Linked DNA regions of Mus musculus: region 2 is linked to region 1. A link is a contact called in public ChIA-PET data. All regions are on one chromosome and are shown on one strand. Each heading gives the region's core, a stretch centred on a gene start, on an enhancer-like site or on the middle of the called end of the contact. The rest is flanking DNA. Distances are from core to core; before and after follow the strand shown.

Region 1 (3,087 bases), core at 331-2,830:
GCAATTAAAGCTCTTGTTCCCGAAGCAAGAAATCTACAATTTGGAATCCAGAACTCATGTAAATTCCAGGTAACACAACAGCACACCAATAATTCCAGCTTGAGGAGGCAGAGACAGGATCCCTGGACTATGCTGTCTGGGGAGACTACTAGCCCAATTGGCTGGCAGTATCTGTCAGAAAGGCTCAAGTCTAAATTTTCTTGTGGCTCTTCTATCTGCCTCTAATCTAGGATTTGGTTAGACTGACCTGAGACAGTATATTTCATTTCCTTCAGAACCAAGGGCCCATTTACACTCTGGCAAATCTTCTCCTCCACGATACACAGCAGATTCTGGCAGAAAAAGATGCCCTTTAGCGGCAGAGGGCAGGTGTTTAGATAGTTACCATGGCCAGGTGTCTGTTTCCTTCCCACTTGCTTAGATGTCACTGCCTTTTGAAAAACACATTTCTGTTTATTTAATTGAAAATATTCTACACATGCAAGCTAACAAGCATGATAGCAACCAGCATTCACAGCTGTTCCCCCCTCCCCCACTTTATTTTAATTGAAGTGGACGCTGCTCATAATTATCAAGTCCATTCTGAATTCTTGAAGGTCATAGGCAGAAAAAAAAACTCTTGGTGTCAGTAAATATTCACTCAGCTGTTTGTGGATGTTGGTGAGTGTGAGTAACTGCGAGAAATGGGGAAGGGGTGAGATTATTGATGATCTTTTCATGATCCTGGTTAACGTTAAAGGGGAGTTAGGATCGGCAGAGCTGTTCTAGTTTGTAAGCTGTTAGGTGCTGGAGCTGGCTGCAGTGACCTCAGAAATCATCTTCCCGTTCACTCTGACAGACAATGTTTCCCTGAGCTGCTGACTTCTCACTGCTATAGAAGGGGTGGGCTGCTTACAAGGGAAGCTAGGAAAAGGAGAGTGTAGAATAGATCACAGCTCTAGTCGTGTAGACCCAGTTTAGTTCACAAGTCACTGAAGCACTGAAGGCATATTTTTATCCCCAGAGCCCCACACTGCCACTAAACAGAGTTCGGGTAAACCAAATTGGCATCCTGGACTAAAGGGTCAGAGTTTCGCAGTCTGAAAGCCAGAAAGTAGCAGCTGATGAGGGCTTCACAGAGGGCCTGGGGACAGTCAGGCTTTCAGTCCATCTGTCTGTCCTTCCCTCACCCCCCCCCACTCCCACTTCCCTTCCATTTTAGCTCTCCATATGCTTATTTGTGACACCTGGATAAGCATTTAATACACATGTGTTTCTCTAACTCAATATTTAATGAGAATCACACAGACTTTTCAAAAGCTTTAGAAGAGATCAAAGGACCAAAGCAAACATCCCTGGGCAGGGGCTGGGGGTGGTCAGTCCTTGGGGAGAGCTCACATCCAGACGTAGAAGGCTTCCTTGCCTGTTAATGGCCCAGGAAATGTCTTCCATGCAAGAAAGAACAACTATCCCTTCTGCTGATATATAGGACAGCATGCCAATTTAAACTCAGATTTTAAAAATGTTTCCTTTTACACTGGCAACCCCCCACTTCCTGCAGCAATCTTTCTCACTCTGTGCCCTCAGCCAGCTTGTTTCCATTCCATAACACTCAGCTCAAACCTCACCTCAGGGGAAGCTCATCACTCACAGCAAGTGGTTCTTCCAGAACTTTCCTCTAGCTCTTGGAGGGAGAATTGTAAGAGACTCTGCCTTATTGATTTCCCCATCCAGTTCAGTACCTGTAAAGAGTTCTCCCCAGAGATTATCAACTGATTAAATCAGGGGGTGAATGAATAATTGAGAAGTTATTCTCTGCATTTGAATTTCTGGTAGATGGAGCAACTCCAAGCCTGTCTCACCTAACTCATTCACATTTCCCAGTAAGATGATCATAAGAGGCCTGATTTCTAGAATTTTCAAATTCTCCTGAGCTTTGGGGTCAGAGCCATGGAGTAATCTGAAATAATAGACCTAATATCACACGCCCAGTTGCTTAACGGAATTATGGTATGAAAAAACTTCTTCCGGGTTCTCAGGACGTGGACCAGTGGGCGTGACTTTTCCAAGGATCTATGAACAACTGTCTGGTTCCACAGTCAGGGCACAGAAAGCAGACCAAGGAACAATTACACCTAATTACAGCTTGGTGGACCAATGAGGCTGCTGAACTTACAGATATACAGATGTTTCCAAGACAGTTGTCACTGAAAAGCCCCACCCAGCACAGGCTATGTCCCCAGAGCTCTGGCTGCCCTTGACATTCCTGCTTGAGGCTCTGAGTGTTAAGATTTCAGCTGTGTCCCACTGCACTCAGCTTAATTTTCTTATAATTTCTGGTATCCATTTTTAATACTTTTCTTCGTTTGTTCTTGCAGAAATATCTCTCTCTTCCCCCTGCCCTCTGTCTGTGTGTGTGTGTGTATGTGAGTGTGGTGTATGTGTGTCTGTATGTGTATCTATATGTGTGTGTGTGGTATACGATATGTGTGTGTATGTGTCTGTATATACGTATGTATTGTGGTATATTTGCATGTGTGTGTATGTATAAGTGTGGTGTATGTGTGTGTATGTGTGGTGTATGTGTGTGTATGTGTACCTGATTATATAATCATTTGATATACATTTTTATATTCATTCCCCAAATCCTCAAACCAAGTATAGTTGCAGCTGTATTCGCTAAAATATATTTGTTTTTAAATTTTATGTATATGAGTAATTTGCCTGAAAATATGTGCACCACATGTATGTGTGTACCTACAGAGATCAGAAAAGGGAATCAGAGCCCCTGAAACTGGAGTTATGGATGGCTTTGAAACACTATGTCAGTGCTGGGAACTAACCCCAGGTCCTCTGCAAGAGCAACATCTATTCTGAATTGCTGGGTCATCTCTCCAGCCCCTAACAATTGTATTCTTTAGTTTTCATGTAGCCCCACAATCTAATCCTCTATCTCTGTTTTCAGGTCTAGCCTCTGACTCTTAAGAAGTGCAAGTTCTCATTAAGTGCTTCTATACCAATGCATGCCCTCAGCCAATCTGAGACATGACCTGCAAACATTTCCAGGAGAGCTTGTGAAACCTCTGCCCAGGTGCTTCCTGCTGGGTG
Region 2 (3,087 bases), core at 293-2,792, 200 kb after region 1:
GAAGAGAGAATAAGGGTGTACTTTACACTGAGACTACTGCACTGTGGTGTTTCGGGGATGCCATAGTGAGCGGAGTGTTGACAGATAGTTTACATGGTCAAGGGCAGACCCTGTCCTCATTGATAAATCCGCATTCCCAATTCTACAGACATTAGAGAGAAAAGGAAAAAAACACACAAAGGAAAAGTGGTCCTGACAACGAGAAGAATAATAAATATATAGTTGTCATAAAGAATAAGAATTGGAAATCAGGCTCCCACTCTCTTGCTTCACTGAGCCGATCTCATGGCGCTTCAGTTTCTGTATCTGAAAGCTGGGAGAAGATTATGGATCATAAGTGGCTGTGATATCTCTGGGGCGAGGAACTCCATGCTTGCTGTGTGGTATTCAGCAAATATCCACCTGTGTGCTGAATTCAAACTTGTGATATACGTATGTTCCCCTCAGAACTGTCATTGGTCTTTTCAGAAGAGTCCCTGTGCTCACTCCCTGAGGCTCAGGGAGGTGTGTTGGGAGTGACAACCATAGTTTGAAAACTTCACTCATCTTGAATGTGTATCTTTTCATAACTGGGAAACATCGTGAGCTGCAACCTCCTATGGTCTATTGACAAAATAATTGGCTCAAGCTCAGAGCATTCTTAGGATTGTTCCTTGCCTTCTTCACCATCATGATTTCAGTCTTATTATGCAACTCTGAAGGTCAAACATGTTACTGGGGATGCGATCTCACAGCACTCAGATGATGGGTAACAGTAAGGACATTTAACTCTTATTAGATTTGTATGTTTTCTTCATCACAAAGTCCCATACTTGGACTGGGGATTTGACTCACTTGGTAGAATGCTTGCTGCCCCAAGCCCTTGGTTCTGTTGCCAGCAGCACACAAACCAGGCATGCAATCCTAGCACTTAGAAGGTTCAAACAGGAGGATCAGAAGTTCAAGGTCATCGGTAGCCACTTAGTGGATTCAGGCCAGAGAGATAAACAAAAAATCCCAGGACTGCTATTCATGAGCAAGTAACAAAACTTCTCCAGCCCCAGGCTTTGAACTTTAGGAAAGGTTCAACAATGGAAGCACCAACCATGAGGTGGATTAAGCATATAAAATCCTTACTGTGTGTCCGAGGCTCGGTGTCTAGCTATTCTGGCCACTGCAGTGAAAATAAACCTAAGTACAAATTCTGCTTTTGTGATTACTGTCCCCAAGATCCAGATACATAAAAGGTTTTGGACTCCTCTTTCTCATCTGTAGAAGAGAAAATGATACTCCTATAGATTATAAAGAGTGGAAAAGACTGAAAAAAAACACAGGAATAACTCCTTTGTTTCAAGAGGATTCCTACAGAACATATTCTGTAGACCCCGAGTTACTCACCCTCAGGATTATGCCCCATATAACTGTTTTAGCCAACCAGTGAGACCTGTAAGCCCCGCACTCAGAAGGACGAGGCAACTTGAATCTGAGTTCCACGACAACCCGAGCAGCGCAGTGAGACGCTATCTCTGGAACCCAACCAACCAAGCGGCCCCTCCAGCAGGAAGTGAGTTCAGATGAGGCTAAGCCGTTTTCCCCCAACACCAGCAGAGCCCTGGGTTCCCTTATCTTGACAGCCATGTGTGTGTGAAGGAGGTCAGTTCGCACTTGCGCCTGCCTGTCAGCTATTCTTCAAGCTTCCAAAGTTTGGCTGCAGGTTGTAAAATCATATTAAGTTCTGGCAGTTTAAGAAGCGTGCCCGGAAAAATAACCAGAGCAGGAAGGAGAAGAGAAGTATTTGAAGGGCGCAGATGGATTTTGCAGCTGGGGAAGGGAACATTAGCATTAGCGAAATGTCTGTGGTGGAGCCCAGGTTTCCTTCACACAAAGGTCACATCCCTTCACTGTGAAGAGAATCATGTTGAAGGTATGATGTTGCCGTTGCACTTTATCGTTCCCCATCCTGAAAGGTTTTCATCTTGGCAGCCTTTTCCCCTCTACTAATCCAATTCTCCTTGGAAAATGTCACTCCGCTTGAATTTTCATAGCTCTTCCCCTCACTTGGGCACCTGGGAGTTCCGGATCAGAGCTGCGAAGCCCACGAGAGGAGGAGACGCATTTCATTATTGTGGGCGCCGGATGAGTTAAGCTATAAAGAAATGCCAGGCAGTTTCTTTTCTGACTTTTTCCCCTTGGTCTGTTTTTCTACATCAGGCTGTCTCTATTGTATAGGCTAGATGGTCAGCGGAAAGTGCAGCTGCCCTCTCACGGGGGAGTGACAAGATGAGACACACATAGGGACTGTCAGCTGACCCTAAATACCATTCTAAGGAAAGAACGGGATTGGCCATGGAAGAAGAAACCTCTTCCGGAGCTTCACACCACACCAAGCTCTGCACAAAAGGGGGAGTTAGACAAACTGCTTAAAGTCAGTGGGCAGTGAAAAGAAGCTGGAAGCGAGCAGACCCAGACCTCATTGTCTCTCACATGTACCCAGTACCACAACCCCACAGAACATTTCTGTGGGCATGGCACCCTGGAAGAAGAAAACTTGACTTAAAATGTAGTCGATTTGGTTATTTTGTGGCATTAGGGATCTGGAGCTCCATCCCACAAGATCTCCATATAAGCAGACACCACACACAGCCCAGTGGATGTGGTTCCGAAGGAAATACTTTCCTTCATTTTTAAAAAATACTCATTCTGAGATTCACACAGAGCAGTTAATTCTCCGTGACCGGGTGTAGCTCATGTAAGACACTGATGGAGCTGGACACTGAGACAGAAAGCAAAACCAAGCCAACTCCAAAAGATCCAAAAGCATGCATGGTAAATTCTCTGACCACTGTATCAGTCCAGACGGAGCAAACCCCGAAGGACCCAAGCCTCTGTGTATTTACAGATTCAGCAGCTTGGTAAATAATCTGGAAGTCAAAATGGGAGATCACAGCAGAGCTCAGGAGCTGCTTTCAAATGAGTGACAGGTAATTCACAGCATGCTGATAACTGTGAGATCAGATAGATGAAAGTGTGTGGTCTTAGGGAAATGTATTCTGAAACCGGACAGAGAGGTCAAAAAAAAAACAAGATACCAAATATAGCAGAAAACCA

Evidence for each region. ChIA-PET counts read pairs in DNA pulled down with a chosen protein or histone mark.
Region 2: an RNA polymerase II ChIA-PET map of memory CD8 T cells shows a contact between it and region 1, with 22 read pairs. The contact joins two enhancer-like sites. A contact is called at or near these places in 1 of 15 datasets of contacts at CTCF or cohesin (CD8 T cells), 2 of 484 Hi-C or Micro-C datasets (Th1 cells and nephron progenitors) and 2 of 115 datasets of contacts at active chromatin or transcription factors (Th17 cells and memory CD8 T cells).

What each region holds. Positions count from the first base shown.
Region 1 is chr12:15,980,376-15,983,462 of GRCm38.p6, forward strand. No RefSeq gene overlaps it. Among named protein-coding and RNA genes, the nearest start is that of Gm36235, 34 kb to the right of the region's middle. Within about 2 kb of position 1,581, at least 32 of the 459 cell types and tissues checked have an H3K27ac peak or open chromatin away from gene starts, as enhancers often do. A contact at or near this core is called in CD8 T cells, Th1 cells, Th17 cells and 1 more, where this site is marked.
Region 2 is chr12:16,184,024-16,187,110 of GRCm38.p6, forward strand. No RefSeq gene overlaps it. Among named protein-coding and RNA genes, the nearest start is that of Gm48606, 47 kb to the right of the region's middle. Within about 2 kb of position 1,543, at least 69 of the 459 cell types and tissues checked have an H3K27ac peak or open chromatin away from gene starts, as enhancers often do. A contact at or near this core is called in CD8 T cells, Th1 cells, Th17 cells and 1 more, where this site is marked.